2 separate regions of the Mus musculus genome follow, and region 2 is linked to region 1. Evidence: chromatin contacts called from public promoter capture Hi-C data. All regions are on one chromosome and are shown on one strand. Each heading gives the region's core, a stretch centred on a gene start, on an enhancer-like site or on the middle of the called end of the contact. The rest is flanking DNA. Distances are from core to core; before and after follow the strand shown.

Region 1 (6,214 bases), core at 1,417-3,916:
CCACTCCCCACCTCTGTCATCGACAGTAGCGGTCGATTGCTTTGTGGAAATTCCCAATAATATAGTTGGGGCCTGCTGTTGCTACCTCCCAGAAGGGACCTGTGGGTGAGGGGCAGGCTAGCTGGTGCATCATTCTCTTCTAAAAGCATTTCCTTTTTAGCTTTTCTTTCAGGGTGCTGTTGGGGAAGGTTTGCACTGGCCTGTGTTGTGGCCAGTCACAGGCCAGGCCTCAAGGTACCTTTAACAGAATTCACCCCCTTAGGCACTCCTTAAATGGGGACAGTTCTCTGCTCTAAGTTACTTTCTGCTGTTTTGGAAATCCTGAGGGCAGGTGTGTAGAAGGGAGGCCCTGTAATGGCTAGGTAAGCATCAAGCAGGTGCACTGCTTAACATAGCTGTGGTCTGGACACTCCCTCATCTTCTGGGAACTGTTGGGGTCACAGGAGACATAAGTATCAGCTCCCATCACACGAAACAAATCGGAGTGACCAGGAACAGTTGCACGGACACCCACAGTCACAAATCAAATGACATTCACACTTTAATACCTTTAGTGATACCCTGGTGGGGGCATGCACGGAGCAACAGGGGAGTTTCATAGTAGGTTTCAGATGCTATGAAATTACATCCTTAGCTCTTGGCTGTGTGGATGCTAATGGTATATTGATACATTTTAACAGGCTTCACCTGTTAAGGTAAATGTTAGGTCTAACCCAGAAGTAGGGTGATGAATGGCTGTTGCAGGGCTAAGGCCAACTCTGGATTGTTTGGATGTAGAGCTGTATCATTCCAGCTCTTCACTGCTCTAACCAGGCCCTCGGCTTTGCAGATTGTGTAACGGATATGTGGTTGGTTGTCTTCTGGGGCTTAGGGCTTACTGTCAACAGGTAGCACACTAGTGACCACGGAAAGGCGAGCTTCTCTGACTAGAAGAGGGGTCTCATTCACCACTGACCCAGTGTCCGCCTGGGAAGTGAAGGCAGAAAGAGGGTGCACAGGTCACAGAAACCCCACTGGAACACTCACCGCTGCCAACGATAGTGTTTGTGTAAAAAATATAAACGTGTGTTCGAAACCATGGTGCAAGATAGAATATTTGTCTAGAGATCAGTTTTCAATAGGCCAGGAGCAAGATAGTCGATTTTTATTAATAACGAAAAGTATTAAATAGAAATAAAGTGAAAGATGAAGACCTTTAGATCGGAGGGTGTTGAAGCCATGGCGGTTGAAACAGATGACAGTGGGAATGGTTGAGGTCCCAGAGTACGAGGGTGCTGACTTCTCACCTGTCTCCTGCCATGCTTAGGAAGCCCTGGACTTGTTTGTTTCTGTTCTACATCTCAAAGAAGTTCTGCAGATTGTGAGGGGGTGGAAATTAGCAAGACTGTGTAAGAACCTTGTGAAGATGTTAATACTGGTCAATACTGGCATCAAGGGGTCTCCATCAAAGGGCAGACACGGGAGACGACCCAGACCTGGTCTGAGTAATGACTCAAAGGTGCTCTGTGGGCCCAGTTTCTTGGTTCTGGCCGTGGCACTGTGGGCTGGGAGCATGCACACACCTTCCCTCGGAACTCACTGGGGACCTGAGCCCTGGGCTGTTTGGGACCTGGGTCCCTGCCTCTGCCGAGCCCAGGTGTTCCTGCAGCTCAGTTCTGCCCTGTGGCAGGGTTCTGCTCTTGGCGGATTGGAAAAACTGAGAGCAAGGGAGCCTTGCTAGGCAGTCCCTGGTTTCCCCACCCTCCACATGCAAGACAGCGGCCAGTTCCTCCACACCTGGCTGTGCTTGCTGCCTCAGTGATGGCTGATAAACAGCTTCACCCCAGGGAGCAGTAGCTCCCAGGATAATTAATTTCCTTCATATTATGCAGCCACCAGCTTTTATTTCTGTAAAAGTTGCCATGTTTGCAAGAGCTGCTTCTTATACACATCCTCTTGGTTATTAAATGCCAACCACATTTGTTTACAAATAAAACCAAGTTAATGAAATACTGCATCTACATTAGCAAGAGCTGAGAGCACTGCGGCCTCCGCAGGCTCCAGAGCCTTGTGCTGGCCTTCAGTGGTGTACCTCAGGGAGGGTCCCCACAGAGCATTGCAGTTAGAAAGGGGACCATCTCCAGCAGCTCACTTCCCAGCCCTGACCTACTTGGGATTCTTGCAACACCTGGAAAATACTGAAACATATGGCAGTTTCCAGCAAGGAGCAAAAGGAAGGTTGTCACTGTCACAGCCCCCTTCCAAGGGCATGCTTGCACTGTGATAAGCAGAAGGGGCCCACTCTGAGGATGGAGGCATAGGACTCACAGGGCCTTGTTCCTTCTCCTGTGGATAGAGGGGACCTTGTTTTGTTCATGGTTGCACCCTAGTAGTGTTTGCGAAAACACTCCCAGAAAACAAAAGTCACATGGCGAAATTTAAATATATGATCCTGCTCCCAAGCTCACCACGCTTTCAGGAAGGAGCAACTTGGATTCTAACTTGAGGCTTCAGAACAGTACCTTACACAGGGGAGATTTCCCCAGCCCATTAGTGTGCTTGGCCCCCTCTCTCCATACCCAGTCCATAGAATGAGGTGCTGTGTAACCCTTTTATGACCTTGAGCTTCAAAATGATGTCACAATAAGCAGGGACTGGTTTCCTTCTGTCCACCCTGACCTCCAGCTACTTGTGAGCCGTAGACAAGAAGCTGAGGTAGCCAGTTCGTGGCTTAACCAAAACATTGTTCCTTCTTAGAGGCTACCAGAGAGGCAGTGCACAGACCTCAGTTCTGGAACTGATGGACAGGTTGGTGACTACCCCTCCACCCTGAGGCCAGGAGAAGCCCTCAAAGTTTGGCCTGTTAATTCTCTAGTACCCGTACAAAACGCCCCAAAGATGGCCACACTGCCACCCTGTGCTGAGGTGTCCTGACTGACCTGTCTTCAGGTGTGAATACTCGGAGGTCCCTGTGTGCTGAGGTGGCCTAAGCTATCTTTTAAGTGTACAACTCCTGTACTCCCTGTGCTGAGGTTTCCTGTCTTCCAGGCATATTTGATCCCTGTATCCCCCGCCAGCTGCTACCATGAAAGACACCAAAGAAATCAAGAGGTCCCCACCACATCTCCTGAAGAAGTTTGCAGGTAACATGGAAGAGACTCTTGGGGCTGTTTGCATGGAGAGTTTGGCTGTCGTGCCGTCTGGCTTATCTGATCAAGGAAAGCAGGGACGTGTGTTTCCAGGTTACCCCATGGAGCCACCTTGAGATCTCTGAGTCTTGAGCCATTACAGAGCAGCCCCTTGGGATTTCTCACACTAGCTCAAGAAACAACAGGGAGTCCCAGGGCTTTTGGTTGGTTATACTCTTCAGTCACTTTAAAGCTCTCATCTCTCGGAAGTGGCTTTTATAGAATACGTTCTTTTTTACAACAAGGAGCACGCTTCTCCTCCCCACTAGGTATGTAAGCAGGCATTAGACACTTGACCCTGGGTGTGGAAGTCGTGCAAAAATATGATTTTCTCAAAGGCACGTTGACTGTGCATGGTATAATTGCATTTACTTTAAGTCAGGCAGGAAAACCTTCTAGAATTGCGTGCTTCGCAGGAGGAGCCTCAGACCACTGGGGACTGTCACCTTCCCTCCCAAATCTCACTGTTTGAAACTTCCTTTTTTTTCTCTCCTCAATGGTGCATGTATTTATGCATTGCTATTATGCCATATGACATGGAGAAGCAGAGAAGAAATGTGTTCATCTTTTGTTTGTCTCCCTTGGAAGGCAGGCCAGGCGTGTTTCTATGGGATTCCCTGAAAGAAAGCCAACTTCTCCCTCGAGGCTGGGAGTGGGAGGGGAGGCTCAGCCACGGTGGGGTTGGGGAGGCATTAGGTCATGCTGGGGCCAGACACCTCCACAGGCCAAAGACTCTTAAAAGGACCGATTGCGATATCTGATTCAGAACAAGGAAGCCATGCCGGAGATGTAGGCAGACTGGAGCCACAGAGAGCAGCAGAAACTACTGGGCCAAATCAGAGCGGCTGCTCTGTATGTTTGGCTGGGATCCAGTGGCTCTGTCGTCTCCCACTGGGAGAGCAGTAGCTATAACAAAGGGTGGAAAAACTCTGTCCTTAAGGTCCTTGTGTGCAGCCTCTTGGTCTCCATCTACAGCTAGGAGCCCTGGGGAACTGTCTTCATGGGGTGGGATCAGTACCTACCTACCTCTGCAAGAGGTTCCTGGGAGCTGTTGGACACTGGCCCTGAAAACCTAAGCTTGGAGCTGGGACACCCCACTGCAGGTTTCAGGGGGCAGCTGAGAGGAGACCACAGGATACAGGTAAGCTGTGTCTTGGGGCAGGAGGCTGTTTTAGGGGTGCATAACGTATCTAGGGACTGTTGAGCTGTAGCCCTGGGGCATGAAATGATCCCCGCTTGGTGTCCAGATTTCCTGGTGTTCCCAAGCTGTGGACCTATGCTTTGCCTCCACGGTAAATGACAGGGACCACACTCCTATTGTTCCTTTGAGCCTCAAAGGCTTGTTGGGAAAATGTAGAGAGGTGAAGCTATGTTTTCTTTCTACAGTGTTGGGATTTTTTGGATAACAATGCATTCACATTTCAACAGCTTTGTTGGCAGACTTGGTCTGGCACATTCACTTTCTCAGCCAACTGAGCACAGGTTCTTAAAGTTCAGTTGTAACTATTAATATCAGTCTTCAGATCACACATCACACAGTAAAACACCTCTGTGAATATATTATATGATATGTTAATATTTATTATATATAACATTAATTTTATTAATTATACAATAAATTATATATAAATAATAAATATATTAATATAACATACATTAATATATACTGATTATATATGTGTACATATATGTGTGTAAGATATATATACAAACAGAGGGGGGCAACACAGGGCTACACAGGGCTCAGGAGAGTTCAAGGACTTCCAAAGAGGGACAAGAGCAGAATCTGGGGCTGCTGATAGAGATACAGAGGCTTGGGGTCGGGATAGAGTTGAGCTACAGCAGCAGAGTTGAGCTGCGGGCACAAGGTATGGTGGAGACTGGAACAGCGAAAGGTGACACTGAACGGTGCACTGACAACTGAGATGACATCATCGGTCGGCACCCAACCGAGACAAAGCCCCTGAGACCGCTGGGAGTTCTCTGTTGGTCCAGATGCACACTGGGGTGGCCAGGAAACAGGTCAGTGATTCTGCTGCTACCACAGTGTGAGGTGTCCTTGAATGGTCCAGGTGAGGGAGTTACACCTTCCCTGTGGTGTGTCCAGCAAGCTCTTGGTCTGATCTTAAGAGCATCCATACATCCTGATATCGCTTTTATCCTGATATCTTCCCATAGTCTGTGCATGTAACACCATGGACACATCTCATTTATTTTTGAAAAATGTACAGGACAGTATCCTTTCTACTTTTAGAGTTAAGTCCCACCTGGGTAGCTCCTGTCACCTGGTGCTGCCGTTCACCCAGATTCACAGTCTTCCTTCATCCTCAACGTGAAGTCTCTCGGGGCAGGGCAAAGCCTGAAGAGCTTTGCCACTGCTTTACATAATAGATCAACCCAGAGCAGAACAGAGCCTGCCGTCTACCCACATGGAGGCACAGAGGCTGCTAGGACACCTGGCAGAGAAGAACCCAGCTAGTCCACGTCGGCCCTGTTAAGTGTTCTTCCAGACCCTTGTTCTGCCTGGTCTCCTGCCTGTCTCTCACAAAGCATCTTGGGAGGGACCCATGGATGCCAAGTGTCTCCTAGGCCAAGTAGGCATGGGCTAGCCAGCTCTTAAACCACCCTGTCATGAGAGACCATTGTGAACTTCCCTACCTGAGTGTTGGGGACCTAATTTGAGTCCCTACAAGATATTCACCTTTAGCCTTGGAGCCATCTCTCCAGTGCCAACTTTTGTCTTTTGGATTCAGCTTCTAAATTCAGGAGCAATGCTCAACCCTCGGGGCTAGCTAGAGCTCAGACTGTACCTCAGTGTGCACATTGCACAGAGTGACCTGGCCACCCTGGCACGTCACGTGTTAGCCCTCTTGGATGCCTGGGGGAGCCCGTGCCTGGCTTGTCACTGCCTTATCACCCTGATCCTCAGCCACCCTTGTATTATGCTCGGTAATTAACTTCATATTATTTTGTTCAGAAATTTAATTCTCATCCTCGTTTCAAAGCAGGATTCTCATAATGAATAATGGAATTAACAGACCCGCGGT
Region 2 (6,214 bases), core at 2,766-5,265, 790 kb after region 1:
GATTTGGTCAAACACGGCTCTCAGTTGGTTTAAAAGCACCTGAAAAATCAGCATTTTAAATGAACAGAGCCTCAGATGCTAGTGAGGCATCTCTGCTTAAATATTCGTGTGCTTTGGGGTTGCCTCCTCTAAAGCTCGGGGAGACTGGAAGAGTGTGTGTGACTCAGAAGCCCTAAGAGTGGGCTGTCCTTAAGTAACATCTACTGCAAGTGTGAACTGAGGACACAGACATGCTAATACCACATAGGTGCTTTGTGTGTGCCTAGACCTGTGTACACACCTCCAGAGCCACACAGCAACACAAAAATGGACAAGCTCCTCCTAGTCCTTGCTTTGTGTGGAGATACCATGATCAAGGCAGCTCTTGAAGAGCCTAATGGGGTTTGCTTACAGTTTCTGAGCGTTAGGCCATGTCTACCATAGTGGGAAGCAGACATGCATGGACTGGAGCAGTGCTGAGAGCTTTACATCTGATCCCCAAGCAGAAGGCAGAGGGAGGAGACTGGGCCTAGTACCAGCTTTTTGAAACATCAAAGCCCACTCCCAGTGACACATCTCCTTCAACAAGGCCACACCTCCTAATCCTTCCCAAACTGTTCCACTAACTGGGGACCAAGTCTCTGAACATATAAGCCATCCTCAGTCAAAGTCCTGCCCTGTCCTGCTGAGATGTCAAGCAGCAAAAATGACAGCTGAGCTAACTCTGCACCCACGTGAGACTGGAGCCTTTGCTGAGCAACTCTGCGAGCACACTAACCTAAGAACACAGGGACTCGTGCAAAGTGCACAGTGCAATAGGGCCTTTAGCCTGCACAGCAGCGCAGGGAGACAGAAGGCCTGATCAGGTGATGCCGCTGCATGCCACAAGCCATGTGGCTCATGATGAATGCAGTCTCAAGCAAGTGTCCTGATCTCTGTCAGAATTTATTTTATGAAACATTAGAAAACAAAGAAAGGAGACAGTCCTGTTTAAATTTTAATATGGTTATAACTGCCTGGTTTATTTTTCTATTGTAGTCATGACAAGAACAACTTGTTTTTTGAGTACTACGTCCCTGAGCTTACTAACTGATACTTCTTTTGAGTGGAGCATGCACTGTGGGCTTCTTCAGTCTGCTCTGAGGGTCTGAGCTGCCCTTTCTACTGTGCTGCTCAGGGCTTTTTCCCTCAATGCTGCACAATCAAACGGAGATACACACATGTCTGCAACTGTCATTTCCCCACCTTAACTGGATCATGACAACTGACTTCCTCACAGTGTAAAAATATGAAAATACCACACTTAAAATTAATAAGTCCAAAACATTACTTTTTTACTGTTTTATATAATAGACTTCTTTCTTAGGAACAACTAATGACAAAATGTTCTGGAGCCAGTTGTGGCAGCTCATACCTATAATCTCAACACTGGAGGCTGAGGCAGGACAATCACAGATTCCAGGCTAGTCTGAGACCCTGTTTCTAAAGCAAGCAAACAACACCCAATCGGCTTACTGAACAGCTTAAGACACAACCTCAGGGCTAAGGGAGCCTAAGGCAGCGCTCCTTCAGTGAGGCTGGCTGGGGACCAACTCCAAACAACTAGTCCCTAGAACTACCTCCCTATAGGCAGAAGACTCTTTGGACTTTGCCACATCTACAGCTATTCTATAAATTCAAGAATTAGGGTGACTCAACTTGTCTCACACAGACATTTCCCATCTTCTATGAGCTCAGCCCCATGGTCAGCAGAGCCATAGAATGCAGGATGCCAGTGTGGGTGAAGTCCTTAGCAATTCCAACATTTGCTGAAGAGCAATACACCTGGTGACGTCCACACCTGTTTCCTTTGCAGAACGACATATAACCTGACTTCTACAGCTTGAAAAGAGCGGCAGCTGCATTTACGAGTTGGTTGCCATGGTGAATCATATAATTTAATTTCCACAAATTTACATTGTGCCTCTGAAAAGAGAACCCTGGATTCACAATGAGAGGCCACCATCTGCCTGAACATTGACTTTGACCCACAAATGGGTGCTTCATGTCTTAAGCACATTACAGAGAATGGCCAGGACCTGTGGGTACCATTATGCAGTCACCAGTATACTGATGCCATAAGAAATACTTCCATAACAAACATGCATGCCAGGTAACAGATGTGAAACCCACTGTACTATCAACCTCCGAGACTGGACTTAGTGGGAATAGTCAGCAGGACCCCAGATGACTTTAGAAGCCCATTTCACGAGTTACTAATTCTGTTCAAAGGATGTTAGCACTCTATTCCACCTCCTCTGCATCTAGAAAGCAAATTTCATTTAGAGTTATCTTTGATCACTAGATGTTCACATACACACACACACACACACACACACACACACGCACGCGCACACACACACACACACACACATGCACACACACGCATACTCTTTAATAATTATGTTTATCCAAACACTTCTCCCCAGCATAGGCTGATGCAGACAAACAGAAAACAAAACAAAAGCCTCGGTAAAGTCCAGGCAGAAGCTGGACACGAACCCAGAATATCCCGACCACGCACACTGTGAGAAATGCTCTCAAGGAGTCAGCCTGATGCGCAGTTCACTGCTTGACACTCAGAATGTGTTCTTTCTCAACCCAGACCTTTAAAGAAAAATCAGAATCCAGAAAGCCTTGCTACTCAGAGCACACAGCTTTCCAGAAGAGAGGCTCTAAACAAGAAAAGAACCAAGCTGAAAGCCCTGGGCTATGGGAGCCTCACAGCTCTGTGAATATAGTCTGTTAAACTTATGCAGCCCCGTGCCATTAACTGACTAAGACAATGAAAACGGGGGGGGGGGGGGTGGCAGTCAGTGTGAGAACCTTTCTCAGTCACTGATGCGGCAGCACCTGAAGATTGACAGTCTCCGTCCTGGCTGGCAGGAGTGAGCCTTACCCTGGAGTTGCTATCCAGGAGACAGCGGGAGGTGATGGTGTTCAGGAACGCCTCGTGTGCTGCAATAATGTGGTCCAGGTCCTGGGCCTGCTGCACTCTGTTCCACAGCTCATCCCAGGAGCACTCGAGAACCTGAAAGGACACGTGGAGACTCTGGGGGGGCCTGCTCACCTCACCGCTGCACCACACTGCGGCTAGCTGACTCACCTCAAAGGTGATGTAGTACTGCATCTGGTGGATGAAGTGCACCATCTCTGAGGCCAGGATGTGGCACTGGTGAAGCACCCCAGAGAACTCTGCAAAAGATGGAGTGTCATCAGGGAAGGGAGGTCCTGGTGCTAGTACAGACCCCCGTGCCCACAAGCTGCCTGCTAACAAAGCCATAAGTAAGCCTCATTCCAGATGCCAGAGACCAGAAGCTCTCCACCCACTCTTGTGCATTAGCGAAAGGACTAGACTGAGAGTGCTTGCTTTAAAGCATATGGACTTGACTTCATGTCCCCAGTACCCATGTAAAGGCCTGAGCATGGTCGTGCCTATAACTCCAGTATTAGAGGGCCAAGGAAGATCTCAGGGGCTGGCCGGCTGACAGCCAAGAGAGTAAGGTACATCCTGATAGAGAATACCGGCTGTCCTCTTCTGGTGCTCATTCGTTGGCACACACATACACACGTACACACATATACGTACATATACATACGTACACACACATTTCACACAGCTAAGTATAAAAGTTTATTTTATAGAAACGAGCATCATGCATAAATAGAAGCCTTATTTTATATCTTATATGCAACCAGTCCATCTACTATGCAAGGAATGGCTATTTCTCCCTACTCATTCTGAGACAAGAGGGTCTCGGGGTGGGCCCTAATTCAGTAAGAAAAAAGGCAGGATCCCAGGGAGCTGATATGCATGTGCAGAATGCCGCCAGCATCGGCAGCCAGAGGAAGCAGGAAAGGCCTCCCTCGCTCCACAGGGAGCAGAACAGCACTGGCTTTGGCTACATTTTTAATTTCTGGCCTGTAGGATGTTTAAAGAGGCTCTGAGGAACTGTGGCTCCAGGAGAGAGGATGACATCAAAGAAGACACATCTCCAGGGTTACAGAGGCACTGCTGTCTTGGTGCAGTGAGCATGTGTGCTCAAGAGAGGACAGATGGAAGCACGGTCCCAAATGAAAAACAAAATAAAAGCAAATAAAAAAGTCGTAAATGCTTTAATGAATTTAACGTAGCCCAGAGCATACACATAAACCAGTGTATGAGCGCACACAGTCACATGAGCAGGCAGTAGCAAGTCTGGCCCTAAGAATCTGATGAGGGCTCAGGAAAGCATTCCTTTGGAAAGTAAGAGGGAAACACAAATGGCAGATGCTGCTCCTGGGCTTCCTAATGAGACTGCAGGACACTGCAAAACTGCCCTCTGGTCATGATGTAGCCGAGCCATCTTCCAATCAGAGCAGCTGTCATTATCCTGACTCTTGAAAGGTCAAGCCCACTAGCAGTTCCTGGGGAAGAGGTCTACAACAGCACTGAGTCCTCTCAGCCCTTCCCTGAGGAATACAAGCAATTACTAATCACTGGAGGAGAGAGGAACTCTCCTTTGTTTCCAAGCCACTTGGAAGGTGTCCTTACTCCTGTGTGTGATCCCAATTAAGTTCAGTGGTTCACCAACCTCAATTTCAGTGGGATCCTGCTCTTGCCTACTCCATCTGAGGTGAACAGACTCACCAGGAAGAGTCAGGCAACAGATGTGTACAAAGAGGTTTTGTGTAGAGGCAGGCCGTCCAGGGACTCCCCATGGACAGACCCCAGGGTCCCCACGCTTCCCTGGTCAGAAGTCACAGCTTATTTGTTAGAAATGTATCTACACCTTCCTTACAAAACACCAGACTTCTTATGGCTGCCGTGAAGACCCCAGACAGCGGAAGAGAGCTGTGTGTCCACATCACGGGTGCCATTTCCCCATGGCTATATGTAGCCATCAGCCAGGAGTGTGCCCACCCAGCACAGGACCCTCAGAAGAGTAGCCCACTCCACAGGTCTGCTCCACAACTTGGAATTCTATCCACGAATACAGCTGATCTGCAGCAATTTTCTTTGACTAGAAACAGTCCCACCAGACAGAGGAGGGACGTGAGACAGTAAGTAAACTTCCACAGTCCAAAGAAGCTGGAAGGTCCATCTTTACAGGAGCAGTAAACAACTGGTAGGGAGGAGGCTTGCCAACCTGCCGAGTAGCCTGCATATCTGTTCCCACACAGAGGACATAGCTACTCTGTAGGCATTATTTTTTACAACCTACTTTAACAAGGGTTCGACCAGACCTCTTGCCTACCACCCACCAGAGCTCCAGGAACGAGCTTGGGTTAGCAGTACCCAAGCCAGGATGGGTTTTTCAGGGCTGCAGCTGCATTTGAGTCACATGTGCTCCTTCAAGTAGCCCCTCACCAGTACCAACCCCAATAAACTCACTGGTTTCCTAAGTTGGACTCAAGGACACTGTTAATTTGGTCTGTCTTGGTTCCCTGTCTAGAGTGACAGACATCTGTTCCGATCTCCCTGGGAAGATGTCACACAGTGACGCCCATGCATCTGACAAGGAGGGTATGCTTCCTAGTTCTCTTGAAGGCCCAGAACAGTGTGGTTTTCTTCCCTGAAACCAGGCATTCTAACCCAATTCTCTAGCCATACAGCTGACTTCTGTTTCCCACACAGAGGACATAGCTACTCTGTAGGCATTATTTTTTACAACCTACTTTAACAAGGGTTCGACCAGACCTATTGCCTCCCACCCACCAGAGGTAGTAGAAAAGAAAGGTTATTAGGATATGAGGGAAGTAGACATGTTTAGAAATAGTTCTTTGGATCATCTCCAACCTTCATTGTCAGGATATCAGCAGTCCAGTCCTCTAGCAAACACCAACACAAACCAGCAGCAGCAGTCCAGTCCACTTGGCAGTCACCACTCATGAATCAGCAAGGGTTGTTCAATCCAGAAGAAACCACCAAGCTCACCAACCCACCACTGAGGAAGCGGCAAGAAGCCACAGGAACTTCACAAGAAGCTCTTTGGCCAGTTTCTCTCTATGGCATCACCACAAGCAGAGCTCAGCAACACAGTGTAAGGTGAACCAATACATGTGTGTGAATTAGAGAAGAATAGCGAGGCAGAGCAAAGCAAACCAATGCTCGGCCTGCCCCCCACCAACCCCCACTCCTGCCCCGTCTGTGGGGTCATATTTATATTCCTTCTAAATATCACGTGTCTGCTGCAGTAAAACATCTTCCCACCTG

What was found. Promoter capture Hi-C pulls out the DNA fragments that hold promoters and counts their contacts.
Region 2: a promoter capture Hi-C map of hippocampal neurons shows a contact between it and region 1, with 8 times the contacts expected there. The contact joins the enhancer-like site here to the promoter of Tex29 in region 1. A contact is called at or near these places in 5 of 39 promoter capture datasets (cranial neural crest, frontonasal cranial neural crest, hippocampal neurons and 2 more), 2 of 484 Hi-C or Micro-C datasets (both in cortical neurons), 1 of 115 datasets of contacts at active chromatin or transcription factors (large pre-B cells) and 4 of 9 other capture datasets (adipose tissue, embryonic stem cells, liver and 1 more).

The regions. Positions count from the first base shown.
Region 1 is chr8:11,837,855-11,844,068 of GRCm38.p6, forward strand. Tex29 (testis expressed 29) reads left to right here and starts at 2,667. Exons shown (of 7, transcript NM_029326.1): 1 at 2,667-2,787; 2 at 3,028-3,122. The coding sequence starts at 3,065.
Region 2 is chr8:12,621,901-12,628,114 of GRCm38.p6, forward strand. Tubgcp3 (tubulin, gamma complex associated protein 3) reads right to left here. Exons shown (of 22, transcript NM_198031.1): 18 at 3,125-3,213; 19 at 2,918-3,049; 20 at 1-39. Among named protein-coding and RNA genes, the nearest start is that of Tubgcp3, 47 kb to the right of the region's middle. Within about 2 kb of position 4,016, at least 3 of the 459 cell types and tissues checked have an H3K27ac peak or open chromatin away from gene starts, as enhancers often do. A contact at or near this core is called in hippocampal neurons, where this site is marked.